Linked DNA regions of Hordeum vulgare: region 2 is linked to region 1. Evidence: chromatin contacts called from public Hi-C data. All regions are on one chromosome and are shown on one strand. The core of a region is the stretch at or near the end of the contact, and the rest is flanking DNA. Distances in the headings are between cores, read along the strand shown.

Evidence for each region. A called contact is a pair of places that touch in the nucleus more often than the background predicts.
Region 2: a contact with region 1 is called in a Hi-C map of leaf, with 5 times the contacts expected there. The contact joins the promoter of LOC123447597 here to the promoter of LOC123447579 in region 1. A contact is called at or near these places in 3 of 6 Hi-C or Micro-C datasets (leaf and seedling) and 1 of 1 datasets of contacts at active chromatin or transcription factors (embryo).

The regions. Positions count from the first base shown.
Region 1 is chr1H:481,731,672-481,737,758 of MorexV3_pseudomolecules_assembly, forward strand. It overlaps LOC123447579 (protein ADP-ribosyltransferase PARP3), which reads right to left and starts at 2,158. Exons shown (of 17, transcript XM_045124191.1): 1 at 775-2,158; 2 at 464-659; 3 at 256-366; 4 at 109-166; 5 at 1-25. The coding sequence starts at 1,115.
Region 2 is chr1H:481,868,749-481,874,835 of MorexV3_pseudomolecules_assembly, forward strand. LOC123447597 (general transcription factor IIF subunit 2) reads left to right here and starts at 3,510. Exons shown (of 6, transcript XM_045124209.1): 1 at 3,510-3,855; 2 at 4,391-4,508. The coding sequence starts at 3,664.

The sequences.
Region 1 (6,087 bases), core at 908-3,407:
GGAGAAGCAACTACACATGTGACACCTGCAATGCAAAGGCACCGACATCAGCAATGGCAGCAGTTCATAGATGATACAACAGAAAGGATAGTACTACATGATACCCACCAAGCACGGAATTATTCACTTGTCCTCCATGGTTCAGAATCTGCTCCTTGAAATAAGCCTGGCCATTTTCAGAAGCAATAGAATCGGATTTATGCAACTCATAATCGTAATGTAGAAGGGGGGGGGGCAAGTGTTCAGGTACAATACGTGTGAGCGTGACATCCGTCCAGACAGCGCAACCATCATGCCCGAGAAGATATGGGCCTCTTCATCCACATCACGCTTAGGGTACCCCTTCCCTTCTTGCTGCTTCAGCCACTGCAGGGGATCAAGCAAATTATTTCAAATTGTTGACCGTTCACAAAGTGAATGCAGCACTGGTACATAAATACCCGGAAGAGTGTGGCCTCATTACCTTGTTCAAAAAATCATTGCTGACATCCTCCGGCACCTTTATAGGATCAGATTTCCTTGGAGGACTATTGCTGCTGAAAATGCAGCTTGCCCACTCACTGTATTTGCCAGTGCACTTGTATTTCCACCCCTTGCACTCAAGCTGACCACCACAAATTGGGCACTTCTCGAGAGGCCCATAAAACATCATATCCTCACTGTGGTCATCAAGCAATATTGTTAGGAGTTGGCAGAACATTTAGCATATGAGCAAAGCAGTTGATATTCTAGTATATCAGAAGCTTTTGATTGAGAATCTAAAATGGACTATACCAGCTTGAAACAACTGCATCTTCTGACCCCGAAGCGTCTTGCCCGTTGGCTTCGAGGATCTTGCGCATGTCCTCCGCAGGGAGGTGCTCTCTGATGGCCTTGCAGAAGTCGGTGTACTCTTTCGTAGTGTTTTCCTTCCCGTCTAGCTCAGACTCCCCACCTTTGTGTTTCTTGGTCTTTGTTTCCGCCTCAGGCTCGACCGGCTTCTTGTTCTTGGAGGGACGCTCCTGCCCCCCTTCCTGCTCTTTGTGTTCTTCCTTCTGTTTCTTTGGGGCAGTTTTCCCTTCTTCGGTCGCATGAGTCCGTGATCTTGTCTCGTGTACCTCCAAGGACATCAACATCACATGATATCGTGAGCAGCATACATATACTAGGGAAATAATGAGCTGAATTCACTGGAAAATAACAAGAGCGCGGCTAAATTAGTCACTGTATTAGGCAGGATCCTAGATGGGGCAATATAAAAAAGTTACAACTTGATGCATCATACACGTACAACAGAAAGGAAATAATAATAAAAAATCCAGTAAAATCCACAACTCTTAGTTCCAGCGAAGTACATCCCCTCTCAATACGAATACTAGCAAACTTTATACAGATACGAGTGACCAGTTACTGCCATTATTTGACATCCTCAAGATTATTCTTGGCAGATGCAGAAATGCGTACGCTCACAGCCGCACGCATCACATATGAGGCCATTTCAGAATCAGAACAACAAAGATAGGTGCGAGAACAAGCGGTAATCACAATCAGTGAATGTTGGTAAACAGCTCAAGAACAAGCGGTAATCACAATGAGTGAAGGTTGGTAAACAGCTCAGGCCCATCACGTATTGAGGGCATTTCAGAATCAGAACCACGGCAAGCTAACTGCCGAAAAGAAATGCAAGAACACAAGATGTTTGCCAATCGGCGATTTACCGTCCCAAATTGCTCCTAGATTAGCAAGAACCACGCCCAAATTGCTCCTAGATTAGCAAGAACAAGTGGTGCTACAGGGCAGATGTCAATCGGCGGCTAGAGAAACGCACGGACCGGACCGGACAAGATCCGACGACGAGGCGGGAGAGCGCTACCATGGCGGGCGGATTGCGGTGAGACGGAGGCGCCGAGAAGCATCAAGACCGGGCCTCGGTCCGTCCTTATCCCGGGGCCTAAATAGGCGCGGCGGCGAACAGTGCAGGGGGGAGTGGGGACTGGAAGGAGGTTGGGTGTCGCCGCCCATGCGCTCCAGGTGTGGCCTCGCCCGTCTGCCCCCGCGACACGTCGCCTGCCGCCCGCGACCATGCAGCCCGCTCTCGGGAAGCGCACCGAGGAGGAGGAAGGGGGAGATGAGAGGTGGGGGGAAAGCAGGACAGGAGAGCCATTTGGCAGAGGACCTCGGAGCCTCCTCGGTTGCGGTCGGTAAAGACGGGCGGCGGTGTCCACTGTCCAGTGTACACACTCCACTCTCCGATTTCTCTGCCTCTTTATCGATTTTAATAACTAAACTGAAATACATATTTTTTTTCGAGTGACTATAATGCATTAGTGGTCACTTATCTCGTCGATGGTGCTCATTTCGGTCAAGAAAAAATGCCACTTAGGCCTAGTTTGGCAGTAAAGTTTTTAAAAAAGGTAGCAATTGCAAACTAAAGTATTTTCATGAGTGGGTAATGAATACTGTAGTTCCTTAAATTCATTGTCTTTTTTCAGTTTTACATGTGTTTGGCTGGTGTAATTAGCGGCTCCTAACGGCGGTCGGCTGCATGCAGCCTTCATGTACACGTCGGCCGGACCTAGATGCTATGATTTGTAGAATATGTTTATCCCTGCTGCATCTACATGCACATCAGCTAACCTAGATTCTGTCTCATGGACGAGAAAAGAGACGTGAGGTTTACAAGTGAGGCCAGCTAGAAGAAGAAGCACCTTAAGAGACCACGAGACATATTAGAATTATTTTACAAGATAATAGATTGAGAAAAAATAGGAGGCGATATAATTTGATATAGTTATCTCGAGATAGACAACGATGTGAAATGAGTTTTTTCTGTTTAGAAAAAAATGGCGGGGCCTCTTTTTTCGGCACAGCAAAAATACCATGGTTTTTAGGATACTATGGTTTACAAAATTTCAGTTTCTGCTGAAGCCAAACACATCTAAGTATTCAAAACCATAGTTTGTTTCAGAAACCGCAGTATTCTGAGAAAACTTTGGAAATACCTTGCTACCAAATGCAGCATTATACTGCTTTTGTTTTTTAAATATAAGATTTTAGAGATTACATCACGGACTACATACGAAGCAAAATGAGTAAATCTATACTCTAAAATATGTTTATATACATCTGTATGTAGTTCGTAATGAAATCTGTAAAAACTATTTATATTTAGAAATGGAGGGAGTAGTTGGCAACGGTGGATCCGGAACGTTTGTGAAGCGTAAGTTACTAGCGCTCATTTTGGTCACTCTACTAAGAAAAATGTGATTTATGACCAATGGAGGGCCATCTACCATCTCTATCTGCCTCAATGTATGTATTTGATTGACGTGGCATGATGTTAATCTGTCACATCGTATAGCTGGCAAATGTGCAGTCGTGTTGTATGTTTTTTGCAAAACTTCCTGAACTTTTTGTTTTGCAAGTAATTATCGAAGTGTTGGTGGTGAGGTCTTCTTCTCGTTGCCCCGCACGTGCTCCACCTCCTTAGTTACGATAAACCCAAACTTACTCAATTTCCTTTTAATAAGATGTTTCTGGAGATTTGCTCGTTAAAGAAGGCTTCTTTATTTCGACATTGTCAATCATTAGTGGTAGAAGATGGTGAAGATTAGGAATTGCACTAGAATTTTGGCATGGGTTGGGGGAGGGGGTTCGTTCCGAAAAAAATTAATTCGACGCAACCTATGAAATGATTATGGTGCATGGAATATATGGATTCTTCTTACAGGTCCACACTGCACTTATTTCCCAATGGATTTTTATCATGGTGGGTACTTTCTTGGCACGATAGTAATCAATCTTAAGTCAATTGCCATATAATTTGGTATGATTATCTAGACAAGGATGCATGGTGCCTCTTCTGAGAATATTGTGGAGGAGATTGAGTATGAAATGGTAAGGTTAAATGCTATTACTTTGTATCTATATACTTGGAGTCAACATAAATTGTTTAAGATAAATTAGAACTCTCGATGCCACATGAGAATGCCTTGATTTCAGCTTGTGGAGTTTGAATGAAGATCAATGCCAAGGAATCACATGCATGATCGCGGGATACTTCTATGTATTAATATTTTGTTAATAATCGAAGATAGGGTCCTCTAACCTCTACACTTGAAAATGCACGTAGTAAGAATACTCTCAAACGAAAACTACCGAAATCCACCTTATGTCTTAGTCTCTCCCAATGTATGACTAGTAATATCTTAATAGATTATACTCAAAAAAATGTTTGTCCCCATTGAGGGAGTCTAGGACTAAGGGGTTGCAATCGCGGTGGACTAGTTCATCAGTTGTGCTGGAGGCCCATCCTGAAGGAAGGACTTCGGAGGCCCAATGAAAGAATGTGAGCATATCGGATTCTATCAATCTAGAGAGAGGATGATTCGTTCAGGATGTAGTTCATAGATAGTAACTGACGTTCATGTAACCCTAGATACCCCCGGTCCCTAAATAAACCATGGGGTTTAGCACGTAGAGGGGACATACACAACATCATAATCCCTAGGGTTTAGTCCACAAACTCATGATCCAGAGATAGATCAACCATGTAAGTGCTACATCATCGATACAACAAGAGCATGACATAGGGTTTTACCTCCATCGAGAAGGCCCGAACCTGGGTAACAACCTCGTGTTCTTTATCTCCTGTTACCCTCGATCCGATCTCACAGCTCGGCCCCCCTTACCCGAGATCTGTCAGTTTTGACACCGACATTAGTGCTTCCATTAAGAGCTTGTTGTGTGATCTTCAGGATTGATGGCTTGTCTGCAGTTTGACAACAACATTGGCTCTGAGGGCAACTTCGTCCCTGCCCATATTTTCTCCTTTAGTAGTGTTGTACTACATGTTGATCCTGGTGGACGTCTAGGCCGCGTAGACACCTTCGCTCCAAACAAGGTCATCACGTTCGGAAGTTTTGAATACGTTGATGATGCCCGTGATGATCTAGTCATGTCGGGACAAATCGTGATCCAGCCCGAGGAATCCTCGGGCACAAACGCTATGGAACTGGCTTTCGATCTGACACCTAGATCCGATCCCTTGACAGCAACAGCCCTAGAGATGGATCTGGAGGCAATCACATCCGACCATATTAATGCCACCTCAGGTGACCGCATGAAGTTGAACTCTTCTTGATATCTAAAGGCTATCCTGGAGGAGGCTGCTCTAGTCTCCAAACTAAAACTGGCTTGAAAGGCCATGGGAGATGGAACCGCCTCGGGTGGTTCGAACAATCCCTTTCATATCAGCTCGGCCTACCGTAAGGCCCTAAATGCGGAGGATCTCTCGCAGGTAAACAAGGTACTGGGCCGGATCCAGAACCCGGCAATCTAATATGCAATTTATGAGAAGATGAGACATAAAACCAATGATTGGGAAATTTTCATCCCACCCACCTCCCACCTAGTCGCCATAGTTGAAGATTTAACCGATGCGCTCGACTATGGATCTGATGAGGTCATCAACATGGATGAGGATGACCTCAGCAAATATGGACCACACTCGCGTATTGCCGCTCCCTGAAAGGGGAAGTGGGCTGCAACATCCACCTATGACATCTACATGGTCGACACTCGTAAGGAAGACATTAACGAGAAGCCTAAGGGCGGCTCCAAATGCCATCGTCAGAAGAGGCAATGATAGAAGTAATAATAAAAACAACACCGCTGATGACGATGCTAGCTCCAACACACGCGAGAACAGACAGATCAAACCTGCACAACAGAATGGACCTATATGGATACACCTATTGAGAAAAAACCCCAAAGAAAAGGAAGACTCCGATAACGGGACGAACGATGACTACGTGCCAGAATCTGAGGATGATGACAACCTCACACCCTTTGACTTCGAGGTGCCCGAAGACCCATCCAAACAGATATGCTTTCAGCGTCGGCTAGCCAAAACCGTGCGAAGTATGAAGCAAAAGCAATAGGAGTTGTACTCACACAAAGCCACTCTTAATGACAAGTGGGAGGAAATTCTCGCGGACGAAGCCAGTCTTGCAGCATGGCGAACGGCCGCCAAATCATTTCCATGATGATGCTTGTTACCCGAATTCGAGGGTGAGGTGGCTGATGTTGATCCCCTTGAACCACTAC
Region 2 (6,087 bases), core at 2,260-4,759, 140 kb after region 1:
CTTCTTCGTTAATCTTGAACCGCCATCCGGCTCATGGGCTCTGGCGGCCTTCTGACAAACACGCCTCAGGCCTAAACCGAGGCTTTCATTGGTCATGTATGTATGAGTTACCGCTTTCCTGACCCGACCCAATAGGGCGGGTCATACCGCAGGTAATATCCCCAGCATTAGGCCCGAGTTTGACTTGAATTTATTCACGCCAACAAATCTTCACTTTTATCTTCGGTGACTCATCTCACCTTCATCTTTCCTTCAACGAATGACAAGCCGCCATCTTCCTCAATTTGCTTGAGTCACAAGATCATGTGTTGATAACATCACCTTCTCCACTATTCCAGGAATTCTGGTGACATCACTTCCCAACGGATCCTTTTTCGTCCTTATCCTGTCATCCCAAAAATCTAGGCGCCATCGTCTCCAATTTTCAATCAGTCGCCTCGATTCCCGCGCCTGCCATTTCTTGTCTTTCCTTGGGCCTTTAAATAGCCGCGGGGGAGTGGGAGGGCAACGCCACCTACCCCCACTTCCTCCTTTCAGACGCATCGTCTTCCCCAGCCATACCTCGACCATCTCGTCACCGCTCAAGCTCCGTCGCAGGTCATCGCCGTCCAGCTGCTTCCCGAGCCAGTCGAGGGTGCGGCAGCCGTCGCAGGACTTCCTCGATCCTCATCCGGCATCTTCTTCTTCCTTCACGTAAATCTCCTCCTCCCATTAGGAGTAGATCCGAACCTTCGCACCTCTTAGATCAGCATCAAAACTCCATGAACGCAGCATCCCCTTGCTTCTTAGCCCATCTGGATGCGGTATTGTAGATCCACATATGAAATGATAATCGCAGTAGTTCTTGCCGTGTTCCCTGTCAATCCGTTGTTCATAGATTTACGCACCATTTTTCACAGTGTTGTTTTGCGTTCTGCGGTATTCGATCCTTCGGCTAGCGTTATTTTCTCCATTGGAAACGCGCGTAGATTCGTAAATTATTGTTTGTCATTAGAAACATGTTTGTCCTCCAATAAAAAAATATCCCTAAGGAAACCCTTTTTAGAACCATAACCCGTCTCCTTTCGCCATGGCGAGTTAGAATATCCCTGTAGATCATTTTGGCTGGCGAGTTGTAATTCCGCAGTTCCTGACAACCCGCCCCGCTCTTTCCTTTTGTAGTTATGGACACTATCTCGAAATGCAACTCGCTGCCAACAGAGGTCAATGATGCCTATCTTGATAACTTTGTAAAAACGGGTAATCTAGATCCCAAGGAAGTTATTGGGTGGCGGACTGCCTTCGGAGAAACAATTCCCCAACCCGCCAAAGGAGAGGTAGTTGTATTAGGTATGTTGGGGACACAAGAGACTTCTTGTTTCTTAATTGCAGGGTTGCTTGAGAGAGACCATCTTCAACCTCTACTTCCCTGAGTTCGATAAACCTTAGGTCATCCACTTGAGGGAAATTGTTGCTGTCCTACAAACCTCTGCGCTTGGAGGCCCAACATAGTCTACAAGAATATAAGCGTGCATATACATCAACATTGCACTCCGCCGCTCCCGCAAGGACAACACGCGACCGACGATAGGATCTGCCCGCCGCGACTCCATAGCGTCCCCTCAACAGGCGCCCAGTTCCTCTGGGACGGGATCATCGAGGTCCCGATGGGGGATCCATCGGCCGTTCCGGCGGACTTCGAGTCACATGTTGTCCATCGTGGGAAGGAGAGGATAAGGATTGCCGAGGCCTTTCTCGCGAAGGAAATGGCGGAGGCGGAGGCGATTGATGCGACGGAACGGGCGGCCGCAGAGAAGGAAGCCATCCGCGCCGGCACTTTGAAGAAACGACAGTGGAGGAACACGTGCGCCCTCGCTCGCGAGCAGAATCGGGCGATCCGGTAAATGGCGGGACTACCATCGACGGAGGTGGAGGAGGTGATCGACGGCGAGGACAGCTCCAGTGATGAGTAATCCGGCTCGATCCGTACCCGCGTCTTCAACCGGTACTTCGGCGAGAAGGACGACAAGTGCTCCAGGAAAGGCAAGAGTAGCCGTGGCTAATGTCCATATGGCCAAACATGTCAAATTTTGATAGCCCGATGATAATGTTAGTAGTGATGGAGTAATCAGACGATATGTATAATGCATTGACGTAGTAATTACATGGTTTGTATGAATTTAAGGTATGAGATCTGAGATGTCCGATTATATAACACATTATTTAAAGTGTGACAAATCAGTGTCGGTGGATACGTATTGACCGCATACACTCGCATTTGAGGGGCGGATTTGCAAGTTCGGATGTAGATCTCTAAGAGCAACTCTAGTAGACCCCGCACCCGGTCGGCCCGCAAAACGCGTTTGCAGTTCGCGCAAAACCACTTTTGCGGGCCGGCGCGGGCTGGCACAGATGCATACCCCGCATAATGGACCCGTAAAAAAGCATATTCGCGGAATATACTTTTTTTACGGGTCGGCTTCTGCGGGTTTTGATCTGGCGCAGCTTCTCCCGGCCCGTAAAACTTAGATTTGCAACTTAAATTGATCTAGCACAATGCTTTTCTTTGCTTTTGCAACAACATTATAGATACAAAAGATATCACCAAATCTTGACTAGAATAGCAAAACCAAAGAAAACAAGAACCACAAGTATTGGCCTTCCCAAAACCAAAATAAGCATCCATCGTCCTACACAAAAGAATGAGCAAGCTCGAAGTGAGCTACCGCAATTGAACTAAAGAATGAGCTATGGAACGAGCTATTGAAGTGCACGTACCCTGTCGTTTTCGCATTTGTAGAACACCCCATCCGGGATGCGTCGGCGTGCCCGAAGTGAGCCGCAGCACTTGGCGCCGGCAGTCGTCGCACTCTATGAGCGGCATCGGCAGGCCACAAAGACGCTGCGCGAGCGCCGAGCCCGATGGACGGCCAGACGAGTCCATGCCCGCAAACCTTCGGTGGCGGCGGACGGACGAACCCGTGCCTGCATGCGGCGATGCGTCCTTGCCTGGGCTGCGGGAGAGGCTCCCCAACCACTCCATCGCCTCGGGCAGCAACCGGCGGCCGGCGATGAAGTGTCGCAGATCTGCAAATCCGGCAGCCCGCCGACGCAGGGAGGAAGGGAGGGGAGGCCTCGTGCGCGTGGCGGCCTTCCGGCGTGCTCCTACCGGCTGCTGTCGCCGGAATCTTGGGCGGCGGCCGGCGGCGGCGCGAGGGGGGAGAGGAAAGGTGGTTGGTGGGAGAAAGCGCGGGATGAAATGTTCCCCCACCAACCGCTTCCGCTTATATGCAGGGCACCGCAGCTGCGAGGGGGAAACCCGCGTTTTCCCGGGTTGGGGTCGGGATTTTGCCGCGCCCCTTAAAATTTTTTACTGACCGGGGCGGGATGCGGGGTCTGATCGGGCTGGTTTTTCCGGCCCAACCCGTATTTTGACGATTATTTTACAGGTCGGGGTGGGATACGGGGTGAGGTCGGGATACGGGGTGTGCTAGAATTTTTGCTCTAACAAAACCTCTGCTCGTCTCGCATTCACGCCATCCGCACGTGCCTGTCTAGACTAGTCTCTTCCCGTCCTCCGCCGCGTCAGATCACGCGCCGCTCGCTCCTCCCGGTCGCCCTAGCGCCGCCACCAAACGAACCCCAAAATCGCGAGACCACCCGCGGCGGCTAGCCGGCGCAGAGATGGGCGACGAGGCGAAGTACCTGGAGACGGCGCGGGCGGACCGCTCCGTGTGGCTCATGAAGTGCCCCCCCGTCGTCTCCCAGGCTTGGCAGGGCGCCTCCGCCTCTTCCGGCGATGCTAACCCTAACCCGGTCGTCGCCAAGGTCGTGCTGTCCCTCGACCCCCTCAGCTCCGCCGAGCCTTCCCTCCAGGCAAGGAGCCCACCCCGCCCCCGCCCCGCCCCGCGATGTTCCCCTCTTTTGATTGGTGTGCGGATTTGTTCAGTAGAGTCGCCTCAATTCAAGTTCAGAAACCAATAGGTTGGTACGGGAGCTGTATAGTTAGCTGATGACCCAACTGATGGAGTAACACGATATGGTCGAATACATTTAGGTGCCTGTTTGAATCAGGTACCGAAGCATTGGGTGCTTGATGAGAACAAACCATGGTTGGCGACAATTGTGCTCATGAACAACAACCCGCACCCGCCTTCTATATATTATTTGGGGATTTGTTTGAGTCTGCAAGCTAGGCTAGGAACAAGCCTGGTGAAGACTGCATGAAAAAGCATAAAAATCTTATGCAGATTGAACTTAGTGCATTGAAGATACTAATTTGAAGAACTGCATGGCATACTGCTATCTTTGTCCCAACTGTTAATTGTTGCTCATTCTATGTCTGTATCACACTCATTATTTCTTGCTTGTGGTGCTCATCGTTCTTACAACATTTTATTTGGAATGGCAGTTCAAGATGGAGATGTCTCAAACTAGTGTAGCTAGCACTTGCAATCTACCAAAGAGTTACTCCTTGAATATGTTCAAGGATTTTGTACCCATGTGTGTTTTCTCTGAGACTAATCAAGGTACAAAACAAATTCCCTGCTTGTTATCAATCGCAGTGCATGCATTTTTTCTTATCTGTGTATTTTAATGGCCTGGAAATTCTGTTGTCATGACTGTTGTACCTGGTTTAGGTTTGCACTTTGGTTCTGCCTATGTACTTTTGGTTTAATACAGATATTGATTTTATATGCAATAGTAATCTTGTCAAAACAGTCAAATATGCTGAACTATAGTTCTGTGATGTGTTATGTCTCTAATGTTCCGCACATGCTTCATATTTTCTACAAGAGAGGTACAACATGCGCTTCAAATGTTGTATCTATAATTCATAGTTGTCGATATGAATTTGGTAACATCTGCAAATGGTTTCAGTCCCAAACCTTTTGCACAGTACTCGTGAGAAATGAACCCGTACTCATGAGAAATGAATCCACACAGTTACTTATGCATCAATTTTCTGACTTAAATGATTTAGTTTGGCATTGTATCGATTTTTCAATTTTGATGATAGTGATTGTGCCATCTGTTGAATTTTAATGATAGTGATTGTGCCATCTTCATAATTTTGATACCCTGTTCTTCTTAAAGTCACCGTGCGAGCACAGAAAATGCCACATATATATATGTCTATGTTGGCCTATTGTGCCTGCCTGCATATTCTAAGCAATGTTCTAAACCCACAAGTTTCAGGATTTAGTATCTAGTAGTTGTAGCAGTAGGTGTCTCCCGAGCTTGAGCTTCTCTTTGATGTCGGGTGAATTGAATTTCATATATGGAGAAATGTGTCGCTAGTCCAAGTCCGCTAGGTGGTGATTGCATTTATGTGCAAGATTAGTATTTTCTTGACATGTACTCCCTCCATTCCTAAATATAATAAGTCTTTTAAGAGATTTCGCTAGGAGTCTACATACGAAATAAAATGAGTGAATCTACACTCTAAAGTATGTCTATATACATCCGTATGTAGTCTACTAGTGGAATCTCTAGAAAGACTTATATTTAGGAACGGAGGGAGTAATTCATGTCTAGCATGTATTTTGGTTGGTACTGAATTCATGTAGTTTGATAAGGAGTTTCTCTTTTGTATGGGTTTCAGTGTATGTATTTTCCAGTGTTTTGTTAGGTGATCGGATGCTTTAGTCTGTTGGGACGTTTTACTTAATTGATGTGTGATCGTTGAGTGCATAGTTCCTTTGATTCCCCAATCAATAAACTTCGCCATCAAACGTGGTGGTGTAGTTTTGGGTTGTTTTTCCATGCAATCTTCTCTCAGCGGTGATGTCCTGTTATCATTCCATCATGTAAAATTTGATATGTATGAGATGTCAATGTTCACCGTGCTCCCTGAGTGATTTTGCATAATTTATGCACATTGATACATCCTTTCAGTTAGTTCAGAAAAATAGGGAGACTACTGTCATATGTAGTGCTGTCTAAAGCCTAACTTGCTGAGCTGCTTCTTGATTCATATAGCTCACCAAGCAATATGAAACCCTAACCTGCAAACTTCAGTTGGCCTACCACCGGTAACAGGTTACAGCCCTAACCTGCTAACTTCAGTTGGCCTACCACCGGTAACAGGTCACCACTGGCAGGTTA